Linked DNA regions of Pan troglodytes: region 2 is linked to region 1. Evidence: chromatin contacts called from public Hi-C data. All regions are on one chromosome and are shown on one strand. Each heading gives the region's core, a stretch centred on a gene start, on an enhancer-like site or on the middle of the called end of the contact. The rest is flanking DNA. Distances are from core to core; before and after follow the strand shown. Region 1 holds the start of C1H1orf216 (chromosome 1 C1orf216 homolog). Region 2 holds the start of TFAP2E (transcription factor AP-2 epsilon).

What was found. A called contact is a pair of places that touch in the nucleus more often than the background predicts.
Region 2: a contact with region 1 is called in a Hi-C map of stem cell-derived neural progenitor cells, with 5 times the contacts expected there. The contact joins the promoter of TFAP2E here to the promoter of C1H1orf216 in region 1. A contact is called at or near these places in 5 of 7 Hi-C or Micro-C datasets (blood, induced pluripotent stem cells, a lymphoblastoid cell line and 1 more), 1 of 1 datasets of contacts at active chromatin or transcription factors (stem cell-derived excitatory neurons) and 1 of 1 other capture datasets (stem cell-derived neural stem cells).

Annotation. Positions count from the first base shown.
Region 1 is chr1:195,268,329-195,271,519 of NHGRI_mPanTro3-v2.0_pri, reverse strand. It overlaps C1H1orf216 (chromosome 1 C1orf216 homolog), which reads right to left and starts at 1,459. Exons shown (of 2, transcript XM_513309.7): 1 at 699-1,459. It overlaps CLSPN (claspin), which reads right to left. Exons shown (of 26, transcript XM_016959054.4): 26 at 1,399-2,038. The coding sequence ends at 1,979.
Region 2 is chr1:195,421,836-195,424,929 of NHGRI_mPanTro3-v2.0_pri, reverse strand. It overlaps TFAP2E (transcription factor AP-2 epsilon), which reads left to right and starts at 1,435. Exons shown (of 8, transcript XM_016949057.3): 1 at 1,435-1,572. The coding sequence starts at 1,435. It overlaps NCDN (neurochondrin), which reads left to right. Exons shown (of 8, transcript XM_063782953.1): 8 at 799-2,347. The coding sequence ends at 1,235.

The sequences.
Region 1 (3,191 bases), core at 210-2,709:
GTGACAAGCTTTTCTTCTGAGCCTGCCCCGTTCCCTCCCAATGCCTCTGGAACACGGCCACTATCTTGCGTCCCCGTCCCTAGCTTGCTCCATCCTGAGGCCCTGGAGGGAGGGCATACCACACCACTCTTCTCTCCTCCATAACCTGCTTCTAACCAAAATTAGGGTTTGAACTGACAAAGGGATTCTACTGACCAAACAGCACTGGGATTAGAACAATTGAAGAGCATGAAGAGGAAGGATATTGTAAGTGGAGCCGGCACTGGAAGGCGCTCCATACGTGGCATGGACCCTCCCCACCCCCAGCAATGGGCAGAAGTCCTGGGGAGAAGGGTGTAAGAACAGTTCCTTTCTAATCGCCCTCTAAGCAAGGCTTGTGGGAAGGTGCCTAGAGATCTCCCCTCGCCCCAATTTTTTATTTTTCCTATACTTGGATGGGGCCGTGAAGAAGCTGGGATGGGGTGGGGGTGGCGCTAGGGATCACAGGGTTCTCAGAGATAGTAAAATGGGAACCCCGACACGCCAAGACTAGGTCTCCGCCCAAACAGGAGGCAGCCTCCTTTTCTGGCCTTGCGGGAGTGAGAGACCACCCCAGGAGACAGAGACCATCCTTCCCTAGTCTCCTCGAAGGAGGCCGCTGTGACTCCCCGCTTCCCGCGGCTGGGCCCCAAGCCCCCCCGCCCCCGCCTCGGACTCACGGCGTAGAGGCGCCCGCTCCGGCGCGTCTGGCTCTGGCTCCGCCCGGCCCTGGTGGTGTCTAGTCCCTGGGCTGGGGGTTCCTCGGCCTGGGCGTCTCCGCGGTCCAGGCGTGGGTGCGGGGATCCCGGGCAGCGCGCCCAGCCCCAGGCCCGGACTGCGGAGTCAGGCGGCGTCTGCGCAGCTGGGCGGAGCTGCCGGTCCCACGTGGGCCGGTTCGGTTTTCCGCGGAGCCGCGCGCCAGGCCCCTGCGCCGGAACCGCTTCGCCCCCGCGCGGGGCCGCATTGACCCAGGCCTTCCAGGTCCGGTGCTCTCTCCTATTGGCATTCGCTGGGCCCTTCCCATCAGTTAGCCTCGCTGCAGACACCGTGCCATTTTCAAGTGAAATCTGATTAGTCACCACCTTCCGGCGTTAAACTCCTCAATGGCTTCCCCACCGCCGGGACAAACCCTAAGGCGGCAGCCGCGGGGCTCTGTGCGTCCTGCCCTTCGTCTGCCTCTCCGGCTTCGTCCTCTACCCTCCCTCTCCGCAGTTACCCTCCCGCACGCCCCTTTCCGCCACGCGGCTTTGGCACGCACTGTTCCCTCGGTCTAGCATTCTCTTCCCCCTCTCGACTTACTCCTATTTCAGATCTCTTCTCGGAGAGATCTCTGACTCCCTAGATCACATTCGTTCCCCCCTTTATGTCAGAGCACATTCCTTTTCTTCATAGCATTTATCACAATTTGGAATTATATATTCCTTTTTGTGCTTACTTGACTAAAGTCACTGAGGCCGGGTGCGGTGGCTCACGCCTGTAACCCCAGCACTTTGGGAGGCCGAGGCGGGCGGATAACCTGAGGTCAGGAGTTCGAGACCAGCCTGGCCAACATGGTGAAACCCCACCTTTACTAAAAATACAAAAATTAGCCGGGCTTGGTGTCAGGCGCCTGTAATCCCAGCTACTTGGGAGGCTGAGGCAGGAGAATCGCTTGAACCTGGGAGGTGGAGGTTGCAGTGAGCCAAGACTGCACCACTGCACTCCAGTCTGGGCAACAGAGTGGGACTCCATCTCAAAAAAAAAAAAAAAGAGAGAGAGAGAGAGAGAAAGAAGATCCAAGCCTGGGACAGGGCTCAGGGCTGATGTCCTGTACCCAGGACGGGGGCTCTCTGCAGGACACAGAGCCCACCCATGATGCCGTGAAGTGGGTACCAGTGCTTTTGCCCAGGTGAGGAGGAACAGCGTGATAAAAAAGGGTCTTGGGTTCCAAACTCCAGTGGATTCTTCTCAGAGCTCCACTCTACTGAAGCTTGATCCCCCTCACTCTTTTGCATCCTGGGGAAATGTGAAGTTGGGGGCCCTGTTTGGAATAAAAGAGAACAGAGTTCAGTAATTGCTGACCCTAATATATGAGGTGCCCTCTTCCAGTTTCAATTTGATTCCAAGTCACCATTCTGCAACCTAGAGACTAATTGGCAAATTAAATCACACCAAGAAATCCTATATGCAAAAAGAGAAAACGGAAAAGAAATTTTTATGATTATGATGACTATTTTAAGAGGGAAAAGGAAATAAGGAGAAGGCAGAAGTAATTCAAACTTTGCACACTCCTCCAGCTAAGAAAATACAGGTGGAGACGTCAGCCCCATTTCTACATCAGATCCTGTGGCCTAAGTCTTCTCCCTTCCCTTATCCACTTCAGGTTCCCCTGGCCTTCAGCCTGGGGTGACCCAAATCCTCACTTTTTTTTTTTTTGAGATGGAGTCTCGCTCTGTCGCCTAGGCTGGAGTGCAGTGGCGCAATCTCGGCTCACCGCAACCTCCACCTCTCGGGTTCAAGAGATTCTCCTGCCTCAGCCTCCTGAGTAGCTGGGATTACAGGTGCATGCATCACGTCAGCTAATTTTTGTATTTTTAGTAAAGATGGGGTTTCACCATGTTGGTCAGGTTGGTCTTGATCTCCTGACCTTGTGATCCACCCACCTCGGCCTCCCAAAGTGCTGGGATTACAGGCGTGAGCCACCATGCCTGGCCCAAATCCTCACTCCTAAAGGCTCTCAGCTTTGGTGATCTAGGGTTATGCAGTTCTGCCCAGACCACAGAGCCATAAAGTCATCAATTGTTTGTTCTGCCCAGAATAGCCCTTCTCCGCCTCTCTTTGGACTCTGTCTCTCCCAGCTTGACCATGTGGGTCAAATGAAAGCCTGAAGAATCCAAGGATAGGAGTTCCACTCCAGGTGAGCCAGTCAGAGTCCTTCTCTGGGATCTTCTGAAACGAAATTAAAGGAAGACGAGGCAGGGAAGAAACAGAGATGAGAGACAGAAGTTCTGATAATGTTGCAGACCCTGTTTCCTGCATCTAAACTTATAGTTTTGTATGCCTTATTTTGCCAAGCCTAACTTGAGTGGAATTTCTTTCACCGACAATCGAAAGAATGCTGATTAATACAATAGCACAAGGTGGTGACCCCAGGGTCTCTGGGTTCCACTCACGCATCTCTCAACACTTATTAA
Region 2 (3,094 bases), core at 186-2,685, 150 kb before region 1:
TCTTTGCTGTGGGTGTCTGCTTGGGTCCCTCTGTCCCTGCCTGTTCCCTGTGCCCCATCTGTCAGGTTGGAGGAGCTGAGCAGATGCCTGGGAACAGGGCGTAACATGCCCGTACCCTCCACTGCCTCTGTGTTCCTTTTGAGGGGTTCCCAGCAGGGTACCCCGTCATGGGAAGGGGTGCACATCCCTGTACACCAGGAGCCCACTCTGCACTCTCAGTCCCAGGCTGCATCTCTGCAGCCCCCAATTTCATGGTCCCAGTTCTGGCTCACCCTCAAATACCACCAGGTTAGGTTGACAGCTTCCTGGAGAGCACCTGCAGTGTGAGGGTCACCCCCTGAACAGCCGGTAAGCAAAGCAGGGTCACTTGCTTATGTTCCTCTCTGGCGCCCTCTTCTGGCCCAAGGATCAAATGGTGCAACTCCCTTAACCTGTGTCTGACCTCTGTGTCCAGAATCCTGAGGGGTTCTCTCTCCCATCTGACCCTGTGACTCACCCCCACCTCCAGTGCCGGTAGAGGTCTTGGTGGTTGAGTGTACCAAGATGATCACATTTAATTCTCACAACAAATTTCTAAGATGAGCACTATCGGCCCATTTTACAAGTAAAGAAACAGACCCAGAAAAGTTATTTACCCAAGGTCACACAGTGAGCATCTAAGGCAGGGTTTGAACGCAGGCAGTCTGATTCCAGGCTGTGCCCTGGCTCCTGCATGTGTCTACACAGAGGACTAGGGAAGGGTCTGGCACAGCAGCTGGCCTGTCCGATTCATGCCCCACTCCTTCCGTTACCTTGCAGCTCTTCAGGGAACACCAGCATCCCGAGGGTTCTTCGCAGCTGCCATCCTCTTCCTATCGCAGTCCCACGTGGCGCGGGCCACCCCAGGCTCAGACCAGGCAGTGCTAGCCCTGTCCCCTGAGTATGAGGGCATCTGGGCCGACCTGCAGGAGCTCTGGTTCCTGGGCATGCAGGCCTTCACCGGCTGTGTGCCTCTGCTGCCCTGGCTGGCCCCCGCTGCCCTGCGCTCCCGCTGGCCGCAGGAGCTGCTCCAGCTGCTAGGCAGTGTCAGCCCCAACTCTGTCAAGCCCGAGATGGTGGCCGCCTATCAGGGTGTCCTGGTGGAGTTGGCGCGGGCCAACCGGCTGTGCCGGGAGGCCATGAGGCTGCAGGCGGGTGAGGAGACGGCCAGCCACTACCGCATGGCTGCCTTGGAGCAGTGCCTGTCAGAGCCCTGAGGGGTGTCCACCGGGGACAGACCCAGGGGCGGGCAGAGAGGGAAGGAGGGAGGAGGCATCTTCCCTAAAGCCCCCAAACTGGCCCCCCCCTCCCCAGACTTCCTCCCCAAAACACCCCAGCTTTCTGGCTTTTCTGAGGGCAAGGGCATGGTGCCCACCCCTCAAGTGTAAGGAACTGCGTTCCGCCCCTCAGGCCCCCATGGGGGCAGGGATCGGCTTGGAAATCAACGTGGTTGTCCCCGCCAGGCCAGGGAAGGTTGGAGCAGCCCCCAGGGAGGGGGGCACTAGGTGTCATTGTGCCCGATGTCTGGCTCCCCTGCAGGAGGGAGGCTCCAGGGTAAGACAGGGCTGGCAGGAGCAGACTGCCTCAGCCCATGTGCCCTGCCGGCCAGGGTGTGGGCTCCCCTCGGCTGTGGTGCCTCCTCTGGCCCCCCAGGTCCACGTCCTTTAAATTGGCCCTTTGGCTCTTGCCCTTGGCTCCCTTGGGCAGACAGCAGGCTTAGGCCATTGATATCGCAGTTCTTCCTATCAGCTTCAGTGACCCAGGGTCTGAACTGCCCCCATCCTAGGGCAACCTGGGGCAGACAGGCCTGGTGGGGGGTGGGGAAACCTCCTTCCACCTGAGCTTGCTTGAAGGGACCCAGGAGTCTCTGGGCCCAGATCCTTAAACCTTTGTGTCGTGTTGCAGCAGAGTGACGATGGGGGTTGGGGGGGTTATTTATTTTGCCTGTCCTTATCCCTGCTTGGACACCTGAGCATCTGATTCCTGTCCCCCTGGTGCCATCTGGCCTGGCTGGAGCCAGGAACAGGAGGGACACTTCCCCAGAATCCGCATGTTTCCCCAGTGATTGCACTCCACTGCCACCGTGGTGCCTGGCTTTAACTCCCACCCCTGCTATGACTCCTCTCTGCAGAGACGCGACTGGCGGCTCCAGCAGGGACTACCTTTCTTGTAAACCCAGGGGGACCACACACACACACATACACACACACACACACACACACACACACACACATACTCTTGATCCCTTGCTTCCCTCCCCCAGTGCGTTCTGTGATCGCCAAGTTCAAAGCTGTGCACATGTGGACACTCAATAAATGTTCATTGGTGACGAGAAGCCTCCTGCGTGGTCTGCCCTGCACCTGCTCTCTCCCTTCCAGGCTCCATCAGTTCACAGCTACCAGGTGCTGAACACATGCCCTGCTAAACACATCATGAGACCTCATTCAGCCCTTCCAAGAATCCTCTGAAGGGTTCTGATTTTACAGACAAAGCAACTTTGGCATGGATAAGTGATTGGCTCAAGGTGTTGCCGCTAGTCAGTGCCAGAGCCAGGACTCCACACAGGCCGTCCGACTCCCCAGCCCACATCTTTCACTTGTACAGCAGATTGCCAAACTCATGTTGATGTGGCCAGGCCTTGTGGGGGCTCTGGTGCTCTCAAGTACAGATGAAGCACTGCACCCCCGCCCCCATGTCACTGGGTTGCTGCCAAGTGGCCCTGTCATATCCTCCCATTTTTAAAGAAGTCAGGAATCCTAATTTGTATGTGAAACCCAACTTTTGAATGTCAGTAACTATCTTTAATTAAATAACTACTGATCCAACAAAACATGCAGTCCAAATGTAGCTTTCAGGTTACCAGCTGTTGATCCTGTATGCCAAATGAGAAGCCAGAGGGCCTGCAAGCTTCAGCAGATGAGCCAAGTACCCACTATGGGTACTTCACCAGTCCTGAGCCAAAGCTGTGAGGTTGGAGCCAGACAGGCCCCAGACCCATACCCTCCGCAACCTCCTCCACCTAGGCCCTCAAACCTATAAGCACGTGCTGAGCATAGCCTATGTGCCCACCTGTGGT